Regions from separate parts of the Zea mays genome. Here region 1 is linked to region 2. Evidence: chromatin contacts called from public Hi-C data. All regions are on one chromosome and are shown on one strand. Each heading gives the region's core, a stretch centred on a gene start, on an enhancer-like site or on the middle of the called end of the contact. The rest is flanking DNA. Distances are from core to core; before and after follow the strand shown. Region 1 holds the start of LOC103633710 (potassium channel AKT3). Region 2 holds the start of LOC100273615.

Evidence for each region. A called contact is a pair of places that touch in the nucleus more often than the background predicts.
Region 1: a contact with region 2 is called in a Hi-C map of tassel, with 3 times the contacts expected there. The contact joins the promoter of LOC103633710 here to the promoter of LOC100273615 in region 2. A contact is called at or near these places in 6 of 25 Hi-C or Micro-C datasets (bundle sheath, ear, leaf and 1 more).

The regions. Positions count from the first base shown.
Region 1 is chr7:9,276,262-9,281,268 of Zm-B73-REFERENCE-NAM-5.0, reverse strand. It overlaps LOC103633710 (potassium channel AKT3), which reads right to left and starts at 1,795. Exons shown (of 10, transcript XM_008655416.3): 1 at 1,260-1,795; 2 at 1,100-1,157; 3 at 665-982; 4 at 272-517; 5 at 83-181. The coding sequence starts at 1,795.
Region 2 is chr7:9,101,642-9,106,237 of Zm-B73-REFERENCE-NAM-5.0, reverse strand. LOC100273615 reads left to right here and starts at 2,553. Exons shown (of 2, transcript NM_001148031.1): 1 at 2,553-2,746; 2 at 3,185-4,578. The coding sequence starts at 2,587. The coding sequence ends at 4,242.

The DNA.
Region 1 (5,007 bases), core at 546-3,045, 180 kb before region 2:
GTGAGGGAAAAAAAAGACAAGCAGAAAAGAATGCGTGTGATTTTGTTTGTTTTGTTGTTGTTGTTGTTGTTGTTGTTTTTACCACACTACCGGTGACTAGGATGTAGAAGTCGGACGGCGCCTCGTTCTGCAGGATGACGTCCTCCCTGGGCGCGAAGTACTCGGCGTTCATCTCAGAGACCTTGCATTGGGAACGCAGGCAGGCAGGCAGGCAGCAAGAATTCAGAGCTGGGTGGAGCTTCCAATGAATGATGCCTGACGAATGAATTACCAGCTGGAAGATGAGGTCATTGGAGACGCCCTGGAAGAGGTAGACGCCCTGGACGAGGGCGAAGAAGAGGTAGTGCGAGATGCCGGAGCGGATGGCCTTGGGCAGCGCGTCCAGCGTCTCCTGCTGCTGCAGCCCCTCCGAGTCGGTCCTGAACTTGAGGCTCAGGTGGGACACCATCTGCTCCTGCAGCCGCGGCGGCAGCTGGTGCCGCACCGCGAAGCTCGTCGCCGCCTTGATCGCGTCCCTCTGGTGTGGGTACGGTGGATTCATTCATTCGGTCGGGTGTCCATGGATTCATGTCGATCGCAAGCTAGCATTGGCTGCCGACGACCGACGTACGACAGAAGAGAACAGAAGAAGAAGCATAGCATAGGGTAGTCCGGCCGGCCGTACGTATTTCCTGGTGCGGCTGGTGCCGTGGACGACGAGGTTGGTCATGTTGCCGATGAGGTAGGCGGTGAGGCCGAGGTTGAAGAGCATGTAGAACGTGGTGAACACCATCTCGCCCGTGTTCACGGCGTGCATGTCGCCGTACCCGACGGTGGTGAGCGTGGTGATGGACCAGTACATGGACGCGGCGTACCGCTTCCACACGCTCTGCTGCTTGAAGTCCGGCATGGAGGAGCTCAGCCACGTGTGCCCCGGGTCCGGGTACCTGTCCGCCAGCAGGTAGTAGAAGCACCCCGCGCAGTGCACCGCGAACAGCGTCACCTGCGCGCGCAGACAGAAAGACAGTTCCATTATTTGCTGATCAGTCTGCTGATGAGACTGACGAGCTAGTGGAATGCAAACGGCAGGCAGGCAGGCAGAATCATCGAGCTCACGTACGCAGATGAGCCTTGTGCATCGAACCCAGAAGTAGCGGAACTTCCTGTCCTTCTCCAGTCTAAGCAGAGTAGAGATGAAGGAACCAAGCAAAGCAACGTCGTTGTTCATCAGTTCAAAAAAAAAGCATCCAACAACAACGACGACGTGCGTGCGCACGTACTGTGCGAAGAGCGTGCCGACGCGGTGCAGGCGCCAGAGCCGGAGCATGCCGAAGAAGTTGTAGCTCCTGGCCTGGCGCGGCAGGACCCGGCGGTACACCTCGGTGGGCACGGTGGAGGCGACGTCGAGCGCGAGCCAGGAGCGGGCGTACCGCCACGCGATCCGCCGGGGGTCGTCCTGCAGCAGGTACGTCCCGCCGTCCGCGTACGCCACGAAGAAGGTGAGCGCGATGTCCACGGCGAACGCCGCGTTCACGGCGTTGTCGGCGACGGCCAGCGCGCCCCGCGGGTCCGGGACGAACCCGAACTCGAAGGGCGCCACCCACGCCGAGTACGCCACCAGCGCCACCAGCGAGTGCTCCCACGCCACGTACCGCGGGTCGTGGGGGGACACGATGAACCGCCGGAGCCGGGGCCGCCGCCCGCTGCGCGCGCCGCCCAGCGCCGCCGGGAGGAGCGCGCCGGACGACGCGAGCCTACCCGAGCTGCCGCCACCGCTGCCGCCGCCGCCGCCCCATGGCCTGCCACTCAACGGCATGCCGCGCGCGCGCGCGCGTGCCGTCGTCCTGCAGGCTGCTGCTGGTACACGGCGTAATAATTAACAGTTGCCTCCGCCGGCGAGCCGTGCATGCGACCGCGGACCGCCTCCCTCTGTGCTGCCGCCAGATCGTGGCGTGTTCTGATCCGCTTCCTCGTGCGCGCGGCTTTAATTAGTAATCGAGCAGCGAGCGCGGCGGGAGTGACAGTGGCTCCTTCGTCCCCATCGCGCAACTGGGCTTGATTGGGCTTTCAGCCTTTGGGTCTATCGTTAGGAGCAACGGCCTGATTAGATAGAAAAAGGTTAAGCTCCAGGCCTCCAGTGCAGCAGCACTCCACTAGTAGATTGTTGTACAAGGAGGGATGTTTCTCAAAAAGGAAAAGTTTATTGTTGTGGCTTTCAATGTTTTAATTAAAATGTACTTCCTCCAAAAAAATTTTATTTGACGTTCTTTAGTTCAAACTTGAACTGCATAGCGACAAATATAAAAAAACAGAGGTAGTACCATATAGAACCGTAAAATTTATATGTTGTGAAAATAATTTTCAATAAAACTAGTAATGTCAAAAATATCACTACCGGAATTTGGATCTTTGCCGAGTGCCATATTTTTTGCCGAGTGTTTTTTTGGCACTCGGCAAATAAGCTCTTTGCCGAGTGCCACGCAAAAAATCCTCGATAAAAGAAAACACTCGGCGAAGAAGCTCTTTGCCGAGTGTTTTATTTTTGACACTAGGCAAAGAGTTTCTTTGCCGAGTGTCTTTTTTTGACACTCGACAAAGGGCTCTTTGCCGAGTGTCACAAATACAACACTCGGCAAAGAGCTCTTTGCCGTGTGTTTTTTTCCCAACACTAGGCAAAGACAATTTAAAAATCATATTTTAAAGAAGTAAATTAATTCAAATGAAAATGTTTTCAACTACAAACTTATATAACTCATCATGATGTACAATTTATATATTGAACATTTCTTCATATGACAAAATAAAAATAAATTTATTCATAAAACCTATATCTCTCGTAGTTTATGAAACTACGAGAGAGACGTATAAAATTTGTGCATATTGTTAGAACCATCATGTGAGATAAACAAATGACCAAACAACCAAAATAAATTTTGTAGATCTTGAGAAGTTATAGATGTTTATTGTCGGGGACCATAATTAGGGGTACCCTCAAGACTCCTAATTCTCAGCTGGTAACCCCCATCAGCACAAAGCTGCAAATGCCTAATGGGTGCGATTAAGTCAGGGATCGGTCCATTCGAGGGACTCGATCACGCCTCGCCCGAGCCTAGCCTCGGGCAAGGGCAGCCGACCCCGGAGGATCTCCGTCTCGCCCGAGGCCCCCCTCCAGCGACGAACGAACTTCCGACTCGCCCGAGGCCCTGTCTTCGCCAAGAAGCAACCCTGACCAAATCGCCGCGCCAACCGACCAAATCGCAGGAGCATTTAATGCAAAGGTGGCCTGACACCTTTATCCCGACGCGCGCCCTTCAGTCAGCAGAGCCGAAGTGATCGCAGTCACTTCGCTGCTCCACTGACCGGCCTGACAGAAGGACAGCGCCGCCTGCGCCGCACCGACTGCTATGCCACTTGACAGAGTGAGGCTGACAGGCAGTCAGACCCGGCCTCAGGCACCATAGGAAGCTCCGCTTCGCCCGACCCAGGGCTCGGACTTGGGCTCAGCCCCGGAAGACAGCGAACTCCGCTCCGCCCGACCCAGGGCTCGGACTCGGGCTAAGCCCCGGAAGACGGCGAACTCCGCTCCTCCCGACCCAGGGCTCGGACTCGGGCTAAGCCCCGGAAGACAGCGAACTCCGCTCCGCCCGACCCAGGGCTCGGACTCGGGCTCAGCCCCTGAAGACGACGAACTCCGCTTCGCCCGACTCCAGGGCTCGGACTCAGCCCTGGCCTCAGTCGACGGTCTCCGCCTCGCCCGACCCAAGGGCTCGGACTCGACCTCGGCCTCAGAAGACAGACTCGACCTCGACCTCGGAGGAGCCTCCACATCGCCCAACCTAAGGCGCGGACGAGACAGGCCCGACCCAAGGGCCCACACCCCCATTGTACACCTGGATCCTCTTCTTACGCCTATAAAAGGAAGGACCAGGGCCCTCTTACAGAGGGTTGGCCGTGCGGGGACGAGGACGAGACAGGCGCTCGCGTGAGGCGCGTGAGGCCGCTCGCTCCCTCTCCCGCGTGGACGCTTATAACCCCCTACTGCAAGCGCACCCGACCTGGGCGCGGGACGAACACGAAGGCCGCGGGATTTCCACCTCTCTCACGCCCGTCTCCGGCCGCCTTTTCCCCCCTTCGCGCTCGGCCTCGCGCCGACCCATCTGGGCTGGGGCACGCGGCGATATTTCACTCGTCGGCCCAGGGACCCCCCGGTCTCGAAACGCCGACAGTTGGCGCGCCAGGTAGGGGTCTGCTGCGTGTTGACGAACAGCTTCCCGTCAAGCTCCAGAAGGGCAGTCTCCAGCGACCTCTCCAGCCCGGGACGGTGCTCCGTTTCGGGAGTCTTGAGTTCATGTCCCTCGACGGCAGCTACGACATGATACTCCTTCCCCCACCGTGCGACAGCGACAATGGCGGCCGACAGCCCGCCCGCCGGCGGCGGAATCGACGACGTCTTCCCCACGCGGTGGAAGAACAACATTCGAGCTCACCCCGCCCTCTCCCCCACCGACGAAGGAGGAGGCGGGGCAACCAAGGCCAAGCAGGAGGCGGCCCCTCGTCGGCTGTCGAGCAAGTCGGCGGCGCCGACGCCCCAACGGGGGGCGCGTCGGGCATCGACCTCGCGTTTGAGACGAAGACGAGCGCCGTCTCCCCGCAACACGCCAATTCCGAGCAAACGGACGACGCCAGCACGCTCGCGAAAGGCTTGCTGGGCGTCACCCTCGTGCCTGAGACGACGGTGCAGTCAGTCCCCGACGTGACTTCATCACCGCCCGTCGACCAAGAGGTACCGACCGATTCCCATCTCACGTCCCTTGGATTCAGCCTCGACCCGCCAAGCGGCTTCGCTTCGGCGGACGCTCTCGTAGAGGCGAGTCCAAACCCTCTGGGGTATCGTATGCGGTCACCCTGGGACCGGCTGACGGACGTCTCGACCTACGGGCCCTCGGGGTCCGAGGAAGATGACGAGCCCGACTTCTGTTGGGATTTCTCTGGACTTGGTAACCCCAGTGCCATGCGGGACTTCATGAC
Region 2 (4,596 bases), core at 1,304-3,803:
TTTGTGAACTCAAAAAAATATGCTTAGCTTAAAATTTTGGTTCAATTTATAAAAGTATGTATACTTAAGTCTTTCATCCCTGTCTTAGTCTAGTTCGATCGCTTTTGGAACGGTTGTCCACAAGAGTACGCAGACTGGTTGGAGGCTACATCACTATGGCTGCTTGGGACACTACCATGCCTGTAAGAGGACAAAAAGGAGCATGAGCACCGTATGTGAGAGGAACACCATACGAGAGAGGAAACACATGAGGAGTACCATAAGGAGGAGCTTATGTAGGAGCACCATGTGATTTATAAGGAGAACCATATGGATATTTATTGTACGGGTATGAAGGAGGATATGGATAAGCAAAAGGTTGTGAAAAAGGAGTGTTAGTGACATGGGCCTAAGTGGTAGGAGGAGCGTCGATCGTAAGAGATTCAGGAGGAGGAGGACCATCAGTATTTGATCGGTATAAATATGGAGGAGGATATAGATAAAGAAATAGTGGACGCAGAGTTAAAGAATGGGGATGAGCAGAAATGTCCTCTCGCTGATGATGGATGAGAGAAAGATTGTCAAAGAAGATCTGCCATACACCAACAGTGGTCTCGAAAAGTTGTGAAGATTGCTCGTTGAGCAAGTTCGTGAACATATCAAAGTTGGGACTCCACCTTAGACTCATACCAAAAAAGAGACCAAAAGTCAACAAATGAAGGAGATAGCTTGTAAATAGGGGAGGAAGGGGTCTAAATGAACCCTTGCTCTCCCTTGATGTATAGGGTGAATTCAGAGATTTTTAAAGATTTTTTGAAACCCAAATGGTTAAAATAATGCTACCTAATCAAGAGACATCACATCACGAGTAGACGGTCGGTACCAAACACACCTGACTAGTAACAACATGGGCTCCAATAAGACGAGTGGTACCAACCGACACGGTCCCACCGACATCATCAATTGATCGATAAGCTCAACCAGGTGTATCACTTTGTTGCTAGAGCTATGATGGTCGATATTGACCGTCCCACACCATGTCAACTGTCGGTAGCGTCTACCACTGGATCCAACATTTATGGATGTTGGTGAGTCCATGACAACTGGATCATGGTTATCAATGTTTACTATCCTCATTAACACTGACACAGCTAAATCACGTTCACTAATTCATCCCACTATGATTAAGATGATGGCACACTAGCTAGATTTGTATTGGACATAAATTATTTTCCTTTAGGCTAACTCCAACAATACCATCCATTTTTGGAGACCCATTTCATCTTTTGCCTATCCACCCAAAATGCACCTTCTATTTGTCTATAATTATCTCCAACAATAATCCCCATCTAAACACATATATCAATAAAATACCATTTTTATTTCCATCTCACTAACCAGGCTCGCTTTCTCTCTTCACTCACTCACACTGCACATAATGAGTTCTGGAGAGAGAACTCATATTTAGGTTAAGTATCACCTTTGGATCACCTATTATAGAGGTATAAGTATCGTTACAGTGCTCATCAAGTACCTATTTTGAGTTTGGGTGTCTATTTAGGTACTCCATTAGAGTTAGGCTTAGGGCCTGTTTGGTAGGACTATGGTTCCTCTAAAAATAGCTCTCGCTTTGAATCCTCTGCTAGCAAAACGACTTCTCCGATACTTATTTATTTGGTATATGAGTTAAATGTCTACAATCTGTTGGCTAAACATTTGCACAAATTAAACACCTTGTGTGCATACTGCGTGTCGTGCTTGCCATGAACCATGGCTTCCACCCTGACACACCAGTGTTGTTGTTCCTCGATGGCGTGCTCCGCGATGATGCGTCGATGCCTTCGTGTAGCGTAACAACGTCGGGCCCCGGTAGCCTTGCTAGTAAAGATGCATGTGCATACATGGAACGAAAACCTCTAAGCGTGGCTACGCATCCTGGCGACACCCTGGCCACGCGGCTACGTGTGGGGACCTCCCTCTGCATGGAGAAACGGAGAGCCGTTGGGAAACCTCTAGGAGCGTGGCTACGCATCCTGGCGACACCCTGGCCACGCGGCTACGTGTGGGGACCTTCCTCTGCATGGAGAAACGGAGAGCCGTTGGGAGCTGGTTTTCCTGGCTCGGACTCCCAACCTTAAAACGGCTCTAGCTCCATTTTTGTAGCCGTTTTTCAACGTGTCTTTGGAAGGGTTCAAGTAAAGAGCCAGAGTTGCTTAGAAGCTCTCTCAAACATGCACTTACAACTGTATCACGATCAAAGGCGTGTCTCATGTAGCCGAGGTGGTGGGATGAATATAAAATAGTATTATCATAATATTATTACATACTAATAAACTATATAAAAATGAAAAATAAGGGGTACACGGCTATACATTTGCCAATAAGATCAATGACAAGTGGACCTACATAATTCATGGTCCCACCTGCAATTAAAGGCATGGTGGTAAGATTTAGTTAGAAGAAAAAAAAAATCCGTCATTCACCATGGCAGGTAATCTGGAGGGGAGGAGCATGATAAAAGGAGGGGCAGAAGGGGAGACGAACGCAGACTGCAGCAGGAGCGGAGCGGGCGGAGAGGTTCCGGGTTTTCGGGGTGGGGTTTGGGAGATGCCTCCCGTGAAGAAGTCCAAGAAGGGGAAGCGGAAATCCAAGGATGGCAAGCTCAAGATTGTCAGGGCGCGGGGCGCGCCGCCGGCGCTGCCGCCGGAGCTCCGCGCCCTCGACACCGAGTGGTGGTACGCTTTCCTGAACAAGCAAGTCGAGCTAGGTATGCATACGCCTTCTTCTCTCTCTCTCGTCCCCTAGCGGAGGCGTTTCCTTGAATTCTCGTCCCGCGTTTGTGCATTCGACCAAATCTGCACAGGCGGCCGCTCCACCCGGGCATTACGGCGGCCGCTCCACCCGGGCATTACGGCGGCCGCCGCGCCTCTTGCTGATTCGGGCACGCCGCTTTCCCAGATGGGTGTGGGTCCGCGCTTTAGCGCTGTTCATTTTGGGGGGCTAGTTGATTCGGTGAACCAGAGGCCGGTCTCTGTGGATGTGCCAAGATTAGGGGTGGGCAGTCTTGGTCTTTGAGTCTTGACGAATGGCTGATTTTGAGCGGAATCAGGAGTTTGCAATCATGCAATGTACTAATGATTACGATGTGAAATGGTCTTGGTCTCGCTGTGTGTGTGGTTAAATTTCGATTTTCTATTTTGGACAGAGCATGCTGTGCCTCCAGATGAGGGGGAAGCATTCAGGCACTTCTTCAGGACTTCAAGGAAGACTTTTGACTACATCTGCTCCATTGTTAGGGAAGATCTGATCTCAAGGCCACCGTCTGGACTGATCAACATTGAGGGGAGGCTGCTCAGTGTGGAGAAGCAAGTGGCAATTGCCATGAGGAGGCTTGCGTCCGGTGATTCCCAGGTGTCAGTAGGGACTGCTTTTGGTGTGGGCCAGTCTACTGTTTCACAAGTGACATGGAGATTTATCGAGTCGATGGAAGATAGGGCTAGGTATCATCTGGCATGGCCAAGCCAAGAGAGACTTGAGCAGATCAAAGCTGTGCTGGAGGATGCTTATGGCCTTCCGAATTGTTGTGGTGGTGTTGATGCCACCCACGTAATCATGACGCTTCCTGCTGTCGAGTCATCTGCAGATTGGTGTGATCATGCAAAGAACTACAGTATGTTCCTGCAAGGGATTGTTGATGATCAGATGAGGTTTATTGATATTGTTACTGGTTGGCCTGGCAGCATGACATTCTCACGCCTGATGAAATGCTCTGGGTTTTTCAAGCTCTGTGAAGCTGGGGAACGTTTGAATGGCTCTGTCAAAGTTTCAGCAGAGGGTGCAGAGATCAGGGAATACATTGCTGGTGACTCATGTTATCCTCTACTCCCATGGCTTATGACTCCATTCGAAGGAAAACATCTGCCTGCCCCATTGCAAAACTTTAATGCCCGCCAAAAAGCTGCAAGGCTGCTTGGAACAAATGCCTTGGCGCGGCTGAAGGGATCCTGGAGGATCTTACACAAAGTCATGTGGAGGCCTGACAAGAACAAGTTGCCAAGTATAATTCTTGTTTGCTGTCTGCTTCACAATATACTCATAGACTGCCATGATGAATTGCTTCCGAGTGTTCAACTTCCCGAACATCATGATACTGGCTATAATCGAGAAAACTGCGAGCAGGTGGATCCTAATGGCAAAGTGATGAGAGAAAACATTACAGCACATCTCCAACACTGTGAAGCTTCCAAGTTTCTCTGCAACTGAGCTAAGTTAGCTTGTTGTTTTGCTGGGATTTTGATGATGCATCATTATTCCTTTTACCTTATGCAATTTCCCTTAGTTTCTGTTATTGTAGTGAGACTTTCTGATTGCAATTCAGTAAAGATTCTCTAGAAATGGCATGGTTCAGTACTATAGAAAATAGCTAGTTGGAAAATTACAAGGACTAGCCCTCATGCTTGGGTTTATGTTCTTCAGGATAATGCCAGTCCTCATCATGCTGAGTGCCATGAAGTTGCATAATGTAACAAAATTCATGAATGATCTGGTAACTGGTATCTTATTTTTTGAATGATTTGATATCTTAAGTTAGGTTGGTTTATAAGGTCCCAGTTTATA